Linked DNA regions of Mus musculus: region 2 is linked to region 1. Evidence: chromatin contacts called from public Hi-C data. All regions are on one chromosome and are shown on one strand. The core of a region is the stretch at or near the end of the contact, and the rest is flanking DNA. Distances in the headings are between cores, read along the strand shown. Region 1 has its middle 8.9 kb from the start of Gm36865. Region 2 has its middle 65 kb from the start of Gm6567.

The links. A called contact is a pair of places that touch in the nucleus more often than the background predicts.
Region 2: a Hi-C map of muscle stem cells shows a contact between it and region 1, with 1.5 times the contacts expected there. The contact joins two enhancer-like sites. A contact is called at or near these places in 2 of 484 Hi-C or Micro-C datasets (embryonic stem cells and muscle stem cells).

What each region holds. Positions count from the first base shown.
Region 1 is chr7:72,831,743-72,839,311 of GRCm38.p6, reverse strand. No RefSeq gene overlaps it. Among named protein-coding and RNA genes, the nearest start is that of Gm36865, 8.9 kb to the right of the region's middle. Within about 2 kb of position 3,096, at least 2 of the 459 cell types and tissues checked have an H3K27ac peak or open chromatin away from gene starts, as enhancers often do. A contact at or near this core is called in muscle stem cells, where this site is marked.
Region 2 is chr7:73,033,141-73,040,709 of GRCm38.p6, reverse strand. No RefSeq gene overlaps it. Among named protein-coding and RNA genes, the nearest start is that of Gm6567, 65 kb to the left of the region's middle. Within about 2 kb of position 3,654, at least 32 of the 459 cell types and tissues checked have an H3K27ac peak or open chromatin away from gene starts, as enhancers often do. A contact at or near this core is called in muscle stem cells, where this site is marked.

The sequences.
Region 1 (7,569 bases), core at 1,847-4,346:
GTGAAATTAGCAGCCACAGCAAAAGGTGGCCCGCCTGTTCTTCTTCATATGCAGAAGCTAGAAATGTCAACGTGAAAGCAGAAGTGTCGTAGTTTTCACTACAATTTGAGGAGGGTGGAGACGATGGGAAAGGGTGGTATAGAAATATATCACATTACCACTAGTATGGTTAATAAACACTAATAAGTTAAAAACTGAATCAAATAAAAAGAAGTGAAAATCAACACACCTGAGGACTATACTCAAGAGGGACAAGCATGTGCCTTCAACACACCTGAGGACTATATTCAAGAGGGACAAGCATGTGCCTTCAACACACCTGAGGACTATACTCCAGAGGGACAAGCATGTGCCTTCAACACACCTGAGGACTATACTCCAGAGGGACAAGCATGTGCCTTCAACACGCCTGAGGACTATACTCAAGAGGGACAAGCATGTGCCTTCAACACACCTGAGGACTATACTCAAGAGGGACAAGCCTGTGCTCAGGAGAGGTGAGTATTGAGAAGCATTAACGTGGAGATGGACCTGAATCCCCCTGGCAGGCAGACAGAGCTGGATTTCCATAGACAAAAAAGGTATGATGAGGAGGCTCCATGACAGCACATAAAAGGGGGAGTTGTCAAGGGAGAAAAGCTGAGTTCATTTAGCCTGACAATTATTAGCAATTTACAGCAGTAGGTATGATTATTAGTGAGTGAAAATTCATGAGATAAACAGTTCTTTCAAAGCCCTGGGAGCAGGCAGGAGGATTTTGTCCCCTTCTGCTCGGTGACTGACATTAGACATTCAAGACACTCTCCTCGCGTTCATTATGTGGGGCTGAACAGAATCAGGCAATCCTAACCTGCTGTGCTCTGCTGCTAATCTATTCCAACACCAGCGGAATATTAATGGCAGGGGAGCACAACACTTTCCATGACCTCTGCTATTTTGTGCTGTGATGAGACCAAGCACAGTTCTGCACTTAATTACTTAGCGTTGGACTTCGGCAGGAAAGAATTCAATTTTGCAATAACAAACTTTTGGGTAATTGCACACATAATCAGAGCACATTTGGTCCACTCATTGGCTATCCTGAGGGTCAGGCATCATTTCTCTCCCCTTTTCAAGGAATGCCATACTTTTAAGGCCACTGTCTATATAGCCTTAATTAGCAACATGAACAAATAAACTGCATGTTAGACAGCTTCCTCCCTCCCTCCCTCCCTCCCTCCCTCCCTCCCTTCCTTTCTTTTTTCTATTTTTTTACTTTAAGATGTGCCATCCTTTTGCATTTTGTATTAAGGTCACATAGGTTATGGTGTTTTTCTTTTCTTCTTCTTTCTTTTCTTTTGTTCAACTGTACTTGGAATCTAGGCAGGGTTTTCCCTGGATATTTTTCTTGGCCAAATTCCTCACATAAAATTTGCATTATTCTAAAAGCTGGTGCGTTTTCTTTTTGTCCAAAAGAAAAATTATAAAATTGTGCTGTTCTACAAAGCCAAGGACATAATAAGGTCCCGGAGGACCAGGGACAGTTTCTCCTTGACCCTAGATTATAGGACTATAATAATGTTGCCGTTAGCCATAGAGAAAGCAGCTGGTTCCTTATCGGTATTTATATAGTAAGGAAAATGAAGACAGAAATTCCCCACTGCAGATGTTGGTGTAAGCTGCTCGCTTGTCTAAGTTACAAGATTAGTTTTAGCAATTACATTTGGTATCCAATAATCTGAGAATCGGTTCTTCTTTGTGTTTCCTGATATTCACCATTCTCTCCTACCCTGGACAAAGAGAGCTGTGTACATCACAGAGGTCAGGAAGCATACCTAGGCTTTCTCAGTCCCCAGGAAATTATCTCCTTTTCTGTACCCACTTCAGTGCAGCAGTCTGACTTCTCCCTGATGCAGGGGATGCTTCCCTCAAAGAAAATGCTCTGCATCTAAAATTCTTATCTGAAAACTGAAAAAGAGCCTTGACTTTGTTGGTTTTCTAGAAGAACAGTCTGGAGTTCTGTGCGGGATGCACCCCAGTGTCGGAGCCTAGAGGGGTAGGCTGGAGTTGTACAGGTTTTCTTGGGTTGTACCTTCCTGATGGTATACCTGCTCATCTCCAGGTGCTCTTTAAATCTTGGGTCATTCAAGAGGCTGCCAAAACAATTGTATTCATGATCACAACGATGGAAGGTTGGTACCTGGCATGTTTACAACCTCTTACCTTTGCATAAAGTGCACACAGCTTGCTGGGGTTTGCAGCTCAGAGATAGAGTTGTTTGTTCCTGTGAGTGAGCTGTTGGTTAATACCCTCCAAGAGATGGTTAGGGGAGAGACAAAATGAGATGTATCTATGTGGGAAAACACAGCTTGTCACTAGATCACCTTCAGCTATTAGTTATTTAGTTTCAAGAGTTATTCATCTAAATTCCTGTAATTAATACACCCACTTCAAACCCACCCACTTCTACTGGCTAGTGTGTTCAAGAAGGTAAAGTGTGTGCAGCTGGCTAGCTTCTCCCCCATTGCCATTGTCTGTATTGTCAGGAAAGAAAGACAACACACAGGAATGCTTATGAATAATTCAAGTCCTGGAGAGAAGGCCATTCCATGACCCAACACAAACCTTCGCATCAATCGGCATTGTTAAAATTAATCCTGCGAAAGCCAACCTCCTCCTTCAGATGTGAGAATATAAGGCCATTCTGATTTGCAAGCAAAGAGGTCCTCACATAAGAAAATCAATTTAAACCCAGAGTGACATTTCGGGTTTGATTCAGTCAGCATTGTCTGGCTTGCATTATTTAATAGGCTGCGTCTACAATGACCTCTGAAGAGTTAAAACTCACGAACAGGGGAGCTGAGTGCTATCTATTATAATTTTGACTTTAATGATTAGAAACACGGGATACATTCCTCTGGAATGTCAGCTCTGAGTGGTTTCCATTGCAGCTCATCTATTAGGAAGGAGCATGACCCCAAAGATTTTTCTGACCTCATTTGGGTCTTGTGACTCATTTGGTCAAGCGTTTCAAAACTGAAATTCAGGAGAAGCTCTAGAGAACATTCTGACTGGCCCTGGTGGAAAGCGACACCCTAGCTGGGCATGCCAGAGTAGTGCCCTTCATAGGCCACAAGCTAAAATGCCTCAGAGGCAGCACAAACTGTTTTATGCAGAAAGTCTTTCTAGATGAAAATGCTACGGATTGTGCAACAGAGAAAACATGCTTGACGAATGTCCTGCTTGCTCAAGGTGACTCTGACATCAATCTCACTGATACAAAAGTGAAGGATCTTGTGGTCATTGGGAAGATTCAAGATTCAAATATATTTTGGGGGATTCAACTTAATCTGTGCTATGTGAGGGGCTACATAAGTTTCTCCCCTAAGCTATACTTGATTGATTATATCACCTGTGCATCTATTTAAGACAGTACCATTTCACATGCCTCCAATTTTTAAAAATTTTTAATAGAAAATGAAATTCCTACATATGATACAAACTTGAGTTGGAACAGCTAAGAACAACTTAGGTCAGGGTTTGGCAGTCATAGGCCAGAGCCAGCCTGCTTTCTAGTTCCAGTAAATAAGGCTTTGTTGGAACATACCCTGACAGGGTCATTTTCAGATATTGTTGAAAGAATTAATTTTTAGTTTTCAGCACGTGTATCTGTGTTTATCTGTGTGTTTGTGCCTGAGTGTAATGCCTGCAGTGGCCAGAAGAGGGTGTTAGCTCTTTATGAACTGTAGTTATGTGTGGTTGTGAGCCCTCTAGCATGGGTTCTGGGAAATGAAGTGTGGTCCTCTACAAGAGCAGTGTAAGTTCTTAACTAATGAGACAAAGGTCCAGACCCTCATCAGTTCCTGTTGCTATTTGCAGAACACAGTAGTGGGATTAAGTGGCTATAACCAAGATCTGTCTCCATTCCTGAAAGGCTAGGAATATTTACTCATTTTCTTTTTGTGTACAATTCCTTTCTTGAGGAAGCCTAGAGTGCACAGTGTAAGTGGCAGGGTTTATAGAAACCTGCTGAAAGCACAGGATGCTTAGGACTGAACTATTGGAGCACTAGCTTGGAAAGCTGATGAGATTGTTGGGGAAAATGCAAATACCCATTCCTTGTACTCTGGCAAAGGAAAGAGTCAGAGCTGGAGTTTGATGACATTACTCCTAGAAACTTGTCCAAGTTCAAGAGATGGACGCACTGAGATAACAACAATTCTTCAGATAGCCACGTGGTCTCACTATGGCTAGTCTAGTGTTTAGGCTTTAAAAATAATAAAGCCAGCTAGTAATTATTGTCTTCTGTTTGTGTGCCAAAAGGCAAGATCAGGCAACTGTTCTCTGAAGATCAATTGTCTTCACATTTTACACTTAGTTTGCTGGACGTGAGAAACGGGCAGCAGGCTGGATTTGGCATGTGGAACATAGCTTGCCAATGTCTGGATCAGATGAAAGTCATGTTAGGCTTCTTGTTCTGTTGTTTAGCTTCTGTGTTCCATAGCCCTCCAAGTTGCCAAGTGCTAACTTGGTCTAATCTACTGGGAGACTTAGGAGGAACTGGCAGCATTGACTTTCCAGTAAAGAAAAGATAAAATGGTTTTCCACAGTACCCACAGTGGAGTATCAACCATCCAGCCCAGGGCTGGGCACAGATATGCACTTAGCATGTAACTGAAAGAATGATATCATGAGGCTGCCCTGACTTGTGATATCATACTTTCAGGACACCTGGACAGACAGCTGGTTCCCTCTGCAATGCTTCTACCCATGTATCTCTGACTCTAATGAATACTTGAGAATCCATTTAGTAAATATGTGAAATGGACACATTTATTGCAGGACGCTATGTTTATTTTGTATAATTATTGAAAATGTGTGAGGTGTCCTGGCATAACTGGCTTGGGGTGTGGTCAGGTTTTAATCCCACCTTGTCCAAAATTTGAACTTTTTAAAATTGAGAAATAATTTAAAATATAAGAAACACAACATCAGCTAAGTTTCCCATGCTCATCTCTTGTGTTATCTTCTGTCTTCTCAGCCTTGGTCTTTCTTTTGGTACTTTTAGACGATTATCAAATAAATTGGCAATTGGGTGAAAATCTCTCTCCCCCTCCCCAATCCCAGTCATTATCTTTGGTTTCAGTCTTTGAGTAGACAGGTTTACGTAGGGCTTCCGTTGTTTCCACCTCTGTTGTGTACCTTGGTTCCAGCTGACATTCATAGCCAGCCCCAACTGCCATGAACCCTACCCCCATCATGTAGATAGTACGCAATGATCCCATGTTTCCACGATAAGTCCTTCTGGCTCCAAACTTCTTGGGCAGTCTCCATCAGGGGCATCCTTCAGCCACACCAGGACTCTTGTGCTTGCTTCTGCATTCTATTCTGAGTCTTTCAAGGCCTTCCATTCCTCCATGTTCAGTCCACTTCTTTCTTTATTTCTCTCAACATCTAGCATTTCACTGAAAGTTCTATGCTTTTAAAGGGCTATGAAACTTCTGTTTTTCCACCATGTTTATATTAGGATTCTTCAATCAGCAACTTTTAGGATTTCTGGCTCATGACACAACAAAAAACAGGACACAGCAGAGGAATGGTTTTCATTATTGATGGTAAGTGGTCAAACCCAAAGTTTCATGACTGCCAGGTAAGCATTCTACACTGAATTACACCCTAGTCCAAAGAAACAAGTTTTGAAGATTTTCAATTGAAAAGAAAAATCATGTGCTTTGTAAAACTTATTTTACGTTCCTCATTTTATCCAAGAGTATAAATGATACTACAACTTAGACATTTCAAGATCTGTCTAGATAAAACTAGCAATATTGAATTCTCTACAAATTTTTCATGTAAAATCTGGCTTGTATAATTGCTGTTTTTTCTCCAGAAATAGCCACTTAAATCAAATTTACCATTTATTTTGGAGCATCTGAATTAAATGATGGAGGCTGTATTGGAAAACAATACAATGGAAATCTGTTGCCGAGCATCAGGGTCCTATTTTGTTGCTAATATAACAGCAGTGTGTCGTTTGGTATAATCACAACAGATGAAATGACTATTTTTTTGAGGAATAAAATAAGATCCTGAAGTCTAAGATTGCAAACAAAGAAAACAAAAAATATGCATATATGGAGATGGAACAGAGTGGGGAGAGACCTGTTTGCGTTATTAACATTGGAACCTATGGTTCTTGTATGGATGACAGTATTGTTTACACATGTGTGTGCGTGCTTTGAACATCTATATTGGATGTCTTTTTCAGTCATTCTCCATCTTAATTTTTGAGACAGGCTCTCACAGTGAACTTGAAGCTCACAGAACAACAAACCTAGATGGTCAGTGAGACCCAAGTGTCTTCCTGCCTCAGCTTCCTGAGCACAAGGACTCGAATGCAAACCACCACCTCTGCCGTTTAAAACTGTGGGTGCTGGGAACCTGGGCTCAGGCCCTCAAGCTTATGCAATGGTCATTCTTCTGACCGAGTCAAGTTCCTAGCCCTTAGCAGTTTTAGCTTGGAAGAATAATCACATATATAGGTTTTGCTGTTCATAAAAATAATAATTACATTTTTGTTAAGTAAAGGAAGAACTGTGTCAAAAATAGAAAAATGCTTTTAAATAATGATTTTTTTTCCCTTTGATTCTATTACAATTATAGAAACTTACTTAAAATGAATGTTTGATTGCCTTATTCATCAACCCCCATATTGTATTTCAATAAACCTTTTAACTTAAAAAGGAATTTTAGTAATTTAATAGGGAAAATTTTGGCTTTTATTTTAAATTATTTCATGACAAAAACTTTGAGATTAATTTTAATATTCATAATAAAAGATTGCCTAACTCAATTCCAATATCCTTTGGGGGCCAGGTTGAAAAATACATAGCATTTTTTAAATATAAAAGGCCAATGAAAGTCCCTGATATGAAAGTTGCTCCATATCTGGAAGGATTCTGAGCTCTAAGCAGCTGCTTACAGGATCTCACTCAGGAACATGTTTGTAAGTCTCCTTGGTATTTTTTTGCCAGCTCTCTTGGGAAAAGTGTGTGGTTTCGAAGGATTTAATTAAGTTTAGCAGAAAGTCAATATAGAAAGCATTCTGCATTATAACAACAGAGTATAAAATCAAGACATAGAGATATGTTTATGTATTATATAACAATCAAAGAATTAAATACCTTGAAACAAGTCAAGTAATGTTCAAGATGTTTGAAAAGAAAGATGTATTATTGATGGGTTCTGTTGGAAGGATGATCAGAGTTCTTTCCTACAGTCTTATAGAGCTCTCCTGAAGGTCGCAGTATTCATCACCTTGCTGAGAAAAAGCAGACATACCCTTGCCTCCTGGACTCTTGCTGTTTCTAATTATCATTCAGTTATTAACCTTGGCAGGGGGAACATTTCTCTGATAACTTTGGTGGGGAGAATTTTTCCTGAAGGAGGAACATAAAGTAAATTATGTCCATTATTACACAAACAGGTCTTAGGTCTAGCAGTCATCAACACTCTCAGAGACCCACACCCTGCTGGCTCTGCTGCGGAGAGGGGGACCAAGTCATGCAGGACTCAGCAATTTTCTGTATT
Region 2 (7,569 bases), core at 2,405-4,904, 200 kb before region 1:
TGTGAGTTTCACATCATGTACCCCAGTCCCACTCGTCTCCCCATCCCTTTGGATCCATCCTCTGTTCTTGCAACCTCCTCTCCCAAAGAAAATAAAATAAAAAACCCAAACAAAACATAGAAAACATCTCATCATGGAAACTGTAGTGTGTCACAGTGTGTGCCACAATAGACCCTTTTTTTGTCCACGAATCTTTACTTGCATATAAATTCATTGTCACGAGTCACTGGCCTGGTTAGATGCCTCTGGCTTCTGTGACACCATCAATATTGAATCCTCACTGGGACGCCTCCCTGTTGGCAGCTGTTGTTTTGAGTCGTGGAGATCCTGTAGCTTTGGAGCAGAAGGACAGGCCGCATGCTCCAACTGTTCACAGATGAGGTAGATTTTGGGGTGGGACAACTCAGATCCCTGGATCTGGGCCTGGGTGGTAACTGATGGTCAGCCAAGCAGCTCCCCTGTATCTGCACCACCAGGGCAAGCTCTCCAGCACTGCCCTGAGAAGCTCACTCAGTGTGACAGTGAGCCGGGAACAAGATCAGCTCTCCTGGTCCCATGCCCTTGAGACCAGCTCACGGGCACTCATGCCAGCAGAATCCAGCCAGCTCCACTGTACTGCCTAGTGAAGGTGCAAGGTCCACTCTCCCAAGTGCTGCGGCTTTTGAGGATCTGGGTCAGTCCTGCTCTCACACCCTCAGAGCTGGCTTACCTGTGCCTTTGTCACCAGTGCCAGTTCCACTGTGTTGCTCAGGTGAGGTACAGGGCCTATTTTCCGTAGTGCTACAGCTGGTAAAGGGCAGGGGCATTCTGATGGCTGTGGGGCCAGCTCTCCTGATTACTTCAGGTCACAAGGGGAGCAGGAGGGTGTAACTCCTGTGACCACATCACCTCAGGGAAGATGAGTGGCAGGGCCAGATCTCCCATGCCCTGGCCACCAGGGGCAGCTCGCCTGTCCTACCCAGGCAAGGTACAGGGCCCATTCTCCTGAGTACTGCATGCAGCTGTTGAGAGCCAGGGCCCATTCTTCACTCTTATGACCCTGGGGCCAGCTCTCCTGACTGTCACAGGTGTCATGGGGTAAGGAGTGCTTTTCACAACTTTTAAGAGTTCTCCTCAATGGCTTTCTGTCTAGGCTGTTACTTTTTTGGGGGGAGTAAGAAGGTATGGGGAGATAGGGGTTGTCAAATAAGCCTATTTCCCTCTTTCTCAGCTGTGAGTCTGTGGTCATCAATACCACAGCAAAAGTAGCTTCCTTGTCCTTTACAGTCAGAAGGGGCACAGAGCATGGACTTCCACATGGTTGGTCTCTGGTATCAGCATGTGTCACAGACTTCAGCATGGTCTCTGGTGGCAGTACAGACTGCCACGGACATCATCATGACCCTCTGCCACAGGATGTGTGATGATCACCATCCTAGCTCTTGGTGGCAACATAGGCTACAGACATCAACATGACTCCTGGCTGCAGGAGGACCACAGACCCAGACATAGCCCTTGCTAGCAGCGTGGACCCTGAACATCAACATGACTTCAGGCAGCAGCAGACTATACACATGGCCTTTGTGGTACTTCACTCCACAGACGTCAACATGGCTCCTGGCTGCTGTAGGACCTGGGACATCCAAATGAACCTTGGGCTTCAACACTATGTGGGCAGTGGACCACAGATCACAAAGTGACTTCCAGGGGCAGAATGGATCATAGAGGTCTTTTGAGGAAGTCAAATCCAGAAAATGAACCATTTTTCATCTTGGCTATCTGGTCATTGCTCAGAACCAGGGCGATTGTACAGTGGGGGCACCATATTTGAGGTCTGAGTCTATGCAAGCTCCAGGCTGCACATCACTCTGTCTGCCCTACTCAGCGACATGCTCTCCTGTCCACTGCAGCCATCTCTCACACCTGTCATTGCTGTCATGTCTCTACCTCCATCTCTCTCCACTGAGTAGACACCACTCATTTCCTCTAGCTCTTTCATCTTTCCATCACATACTCATTTGTTGAAATGCCATCAGAAACTGCAGTCTCTCTCTCTCTCTCTCTCTATATATATATATATATATATGTATATATATATATATATATATATACCCTCAAGCAGATTTACATGCAAATATTCATTGCAATAAACTGCTGGGCTGGTTCAAGGTTTCTGGTTTCTGAAGCACCATAAATACATAACCATTACTGAACCTAGGCTCACATACCCTGCTGTTGCATAGAGTCAGGCTGATGCTGTTGCTAGGCAGGGCATCTGGGGATAAGCAAATTTTAAATAAATGACTACAAATTTGAGAGATAGGAAGTACTTTGTGAATATTGTCTTTAAAAGAGATCATGTGACTCTTCCTGGGTTTACCTGGTTTTCATCTCCACTGGGCCATTCTACTGGGACATGGTCTCTTCAGAGGACCAAGCATTAAATAACAATAAAGGTGCTGAGCCTTAGAGATTGCTTGTTAGATGGGATGCGTCTGGATGCAGCTGAGTGTGTTATACACAGAAGTCAGGAAACATAAAAGATCAAATACAAATCAGGATGTCTAATGAACAAAAACCTGTCTTCAGACATACAGCGAGGAGCAGGTCAAAGGGGAATGGGGTTAACATACCCAGGACAAGGCAAGAGGAGGAAGAGCTGCATGCTTGGAAATGTGTAATTCGGTATGAGAGTAGTGTCTAATTCTGTATAAGGATAATGGTTTAGACACAGTTTCAAAGCAACACGGGTCCCAGCTCCTTCGACTCCTGGGCATCACACTTTGTGACTCCTTAACTTTATTCTATGGACCAGGCACAAGGCCTTTGACAGAGAGAGGCAATCCAACACACACCGGACCTGCTGAGCACATGGGCAGGGGACCGACGATGCGTGTACCTTGTCCTTCAGTTATGATAAGCCTTAAGGTATAGCAGGGAGCAGCCAGCCAGACCTGAGGGGAAACCACGTGGCTAAGCAACTTGACCCTGGAAGCTCCCCGTCTTTTTCTAGGCTAAAAGCTGAGGAGCTTTGAGTTGTGAGGAAAAGACCCACAGATCTGTAACTCCAATACCTAGGAATTCGACTGTTTTCCCCACACCTCTCTTCTCACTTCCACGTTCTAGGCTTTCACTGTTTCCCAAGCCAATAGCGTTCACCGTAGCAGTAATTTTGACTCAGGGTGGTGCTAGGGTTGGTGTAGGGCTTGACCCCAACCCTCAAGTGTGGGCTTTGACTGATGGGGGGGACTTTTCTGCCCTGGTCGCCATCACACGGCTTCCAGACAGGTCTCTTGGGTGGATGCTTCCTATGTAGCAGAGAGTGCTTCAAAGGGAGACACAATAAATTATGCCGGGGGCTCCCAACCCCAGCTGCCAAGGGCAGAGTCACAAGCCGCAGGCCTTGTTCTTTTAGAAGAATTCTGAGTCTCCCGGGTAAGGTTTCCTGTAAGTGTGGGTGTTCAGATGGCTTGTTTTGGTGATGTTTTTTGATACATGCAACTACTTCCAGAGGCTCAGAAATGACAGAGCCCTGCCAGCAAATCTTCACACTCGAGTAAATAATAGCACAAACGACTCCCGCAGCCCAGCAGTCGTTCTTTATGCTTGCATTCTCCAACGCCCTTTCCTCAGTCTCCAGTTCCAAGCTTGTTGAAGTTTCAGCAGGGAGGCGCTAGGCACAAAAATGTTCCAGAGTCGGCTTGGCTGAGGGCGACCCGCCCATGCAAGGACAGGGAATTCCAAGATAAACAGGCCGCGTTATCGCTCCAGACTTTGTTGGCACAGGGTACGGGTTTCCAGCCCCAGAACATATTTTGTGTGGATAATGGACAAGCAGTTACTGCGTAAACACATGAGGAGCTTGCAGGTGTTGTGTTCCTCGGTGTTTGCCAACCAGATGTTCTTCTGTGGGGCTTGCCTTTTGGCCCCCTCTGTGCCTGGAGCTGAAGCGAAATGTCACTCTTTTTCTCTCTGTCGGCGAAATAAAGCAATGTTCTTATGGGAGATGCCCCAAAATAAGAATAAGCTCTAGTTTTCTCCTGCAAATGATTCATGTGTTTGTGTGTGTTGTCTTTCCTTCTCTAGTCTCTCTCTCTCTCTCTCTCTCTCTTCCCTCCCTCCCCCCTCCCTCCCTCCCTCCCTCCCTTCCTCCCTCCCTCCTTCCCTCCCTCCCTTCCTCCCTCCCTCCTTCCCTCCCTCCCTCTTTCCTCCCCCCTCCCTCCCCCCCTTCCTCCCTTCATTTTTTCTCTCATGACACTTAGGGCAAGATGCTCCTATTAAATTAAGCATGTACATCTTCCCCATCTTCCCTTTTGTGAAGGAACCACTCTAGACTCCTTGGAAAGTTTCAGAGGTGACTTTAGATCTCCTGTGCTTTGGATTGGCTTAAGATGCAGCAGGTGTCCCACACAAGGTTTTAAAACAGGGTCAAAGGGTGAGCGCATGAGAGCCATGTCTGGTCAGCAAGTTTTCTCTCTTTGTGGCTAAGCCCGAGATACATCAGGGATCAGTCAGGAGAAGGCTGTGTGCCTTACAGTGCCGGGAAGGCTGAAGGAGGCAGAGTCACGAATGGACTTGCTCTTAGAAACTGAAATGTCATCAGAAACGACTGTGAAGTTCTCTCTCATGTGTCATTAACCTAGAAAGGTTCAATCTGGCTTTCATGGAAGGAGGCTTGGCCTGAGCTCTGGCTCAGAGCAGAGGCTCATGAAAACCGGTTGCAATTAAACCTCAAAAGTCCCTCAGGTAACATAAAGTGGGCCTCACTCCTCTACTCTACCTTCCACACTGAGTTAGCCTTGGGCAACTGGGCCTCAGCAGCTGGGTCTTCAGGTTCATCCTTGTCACTATGATCAGGACAAGGCAGCTGCAGCTGCCCTGGCTCTCGGCTTCTTCTTCAACTGACTACACAAGGAGGCAACCTCCAAGCCTCCAAGAGGTTAAAGGTTGATCATGGAAAATACAAAAAAAGTGGGGGTAGGGTTGGAGTGTGGAAGAGATCAAGCTGTACACTCAATTATGTAGTACTTGGAAAAGCACTTGAGGGTTAAGACCTTATTTGTTATTTTATTTGATCCTGGCTAACAACACCTTTTGTGATTATAAATTGCCATGGTTTCTAAAATACTTCCAAGAGCAAAATGTAGGAGGCAGGGAAATTAAGCTCTCTTTGCTGGTAAGTTCTGTGGGTCATATTGAGTTTATGTAACTGACCCAGTCATTTGCCAATCAGTTGCAAAGACAATCTGACTTGAAACTTTTAAGACCAATTCCAAAGCAGTTCCCAGAAACTCAAGGGGTTAATGGACTAGGAGGCACTGTTGATGTTTTATGGATAAGATTACCAAACATGGATTAATTAACTAACTGCAGTATTTTGGAGTGGAATGTGTCAAATTTTGTGAAGTCCATTATTTTGCATGCAAGACAATGGTGGACCATCACACACCGGAGGTGCACTTGAATTTCCCATCTATTGATGGTGGCACCTCTCACTGCCTAGTGATTCCCTTTGGAAGAAATTTATCTGTTCTCCTTCTCAAAGAGAGTTGTATGAACAGGCTTCAAAGGTTGACTCTAGATTGGCATGGAAGAGGATGCTCCTGGAATTAGTTCTGACACATGCAGAAGGATACCTATTATTCATCAGTGTTCATAGGGGCATGGGTATCAGTTACAGGAGATGTACCAGCTCTGGTGGGAAGATGTGGTGTGTGTCGGAGAAAGTGCAGAGGCAGCTCTCATGGGCATTCTGTTGTTTAGGGCTGGGCTCCTGCTCCCCAGAGTACCCTGTAGTATGCATTTATTCATGCTACATCCTTACATGCTATTTGTTCTCACAACTTCCCTGAAAGCTCTTGCACAACTGTTTTTGTTACAGTTATCAATTAACTGTATCAGGGGTATCACACAGCCTCAGACATTGAGCTTGCTTTCATTTTCATTTTATTTTATTTCGAGAGGCCGGTGAATATGTGCATGAAGGTATAAGACCTATGCCTGGTGTTGCTCCACCCCAGGGGGAAACACCATCCATCCACTCATAGCTCGGCTCAACCTGGACTGTTATGGTTTTTCATTTTCCAAGCAGAGTGAGACAGCTGTTTGTTGTATACAGGCTTGCAGTTGTGTGTTTTGTTTACATTTTTTTTCTAGGCCTGGTTTGATAAAGGCACTCCCATTGTTCAGTGAATGGAGTCTGGACTCCTTGGCAGAGCTGCCCAGATTGTCCTGTGGGTGCCTTGCTTTGTAGTAAGGTGTTCAGGTGTCTTCCCAAGCACATTGTTCTCACATGCACATATCAACACCTCCTGCCTGAGTCCTCCTGCACCCCTGGTCCTCTGCAGGGCATCCTTTCACGTCAGCAAGAGACACCTTTGATTTTCTTTGTCCTGCCAGCTACAACTCCTACTTGATAGACCAATAAAATTGCTAATATCCCCTTAAAAATTAAATCCCTTACCCCTGCGCACCCCTGGAAAATTTTATAGCATTTTGATGATATAAAAATTATCATGGTGGCCTCATTTAATTGAAATTACCGAAAGCACCTACATGGTGAGTTTTAAGGTCAAAGGCTGGATTCTAAATATTTTGGTGTTCTCAGAATCTAGGAAAATACTTAGTATAGATCAAATGATTAAATACTCATTGGATCCGCAACTCGGAGAGAAATGGAAGTGGGATGACTATCACACGTTGCTTTATTTTTGGAAAAATGTGAGATGGCTTATGAACAGTTCAAAATCAGTAGATATTTGTAGTCGATCCAAGGATGCTCTCCCAGATGGCTGCCTGCCTGGTTCAATACCTCACATATACTAGAGACTCAGTAAAGTTTTGTTTGAATCATAGACATGCTTGAACAAAGGCTCTCATTGTCTCTGCCAAAGGTGTGGGTGGATCTTGAACTCACTTAGCTATGGTAGGCATCTTCGCTGACATACCTTGCCCCACACATTCCTTTTCTTTGTCCCTTCTAATCTTAAGAACTAGGGATGCTCTTCCATACCTCTATATTATAAAGTTATGGTTCAGGGAAGCCTGAAATCGTTGTCAAACATGGGACCACACAACGACTTACTGGCTATTTTTAAGCTTGACCTATCTTCCTTGGGTTTCTGGCATCAAAGATCATTAAAAATAGATAGCATTTTAGAACATTTAAAACACCTGATTATACTGAACCATCACCACTGGTTTTATTTTCTCTTCCTGTGGTTCTCTGAGGTTGAGCAGAGAAACCTCAAGGTCACTTTCAATATCAAGCTGTCTTTCAGCCCAGGGCCCACGCTCCCTATTTGTAGGTTATTTGATTCTTTTACTCCCGTAGAGAGCAAGCCTCCTGCCATTTCCTTGACAAAGATGGCTTGTAAACTTGTACCTTATACTCAAGATAGAGGAGAGTAATAGAACCTCAAGTGGGGTAGACTATTCTGCAAGACAGTTGACCCACTAATGAAGCAGTTTGTGACTGAAGCCTCTTTACACTGCTATTTCACTATTAAGTGATCACGGGGGTGGGGGGGGTGGGGGGCAGGGCAGGAGCCTGTCCTCAGACCCTAATATTGTCTGCCTCTCCTAATGCGC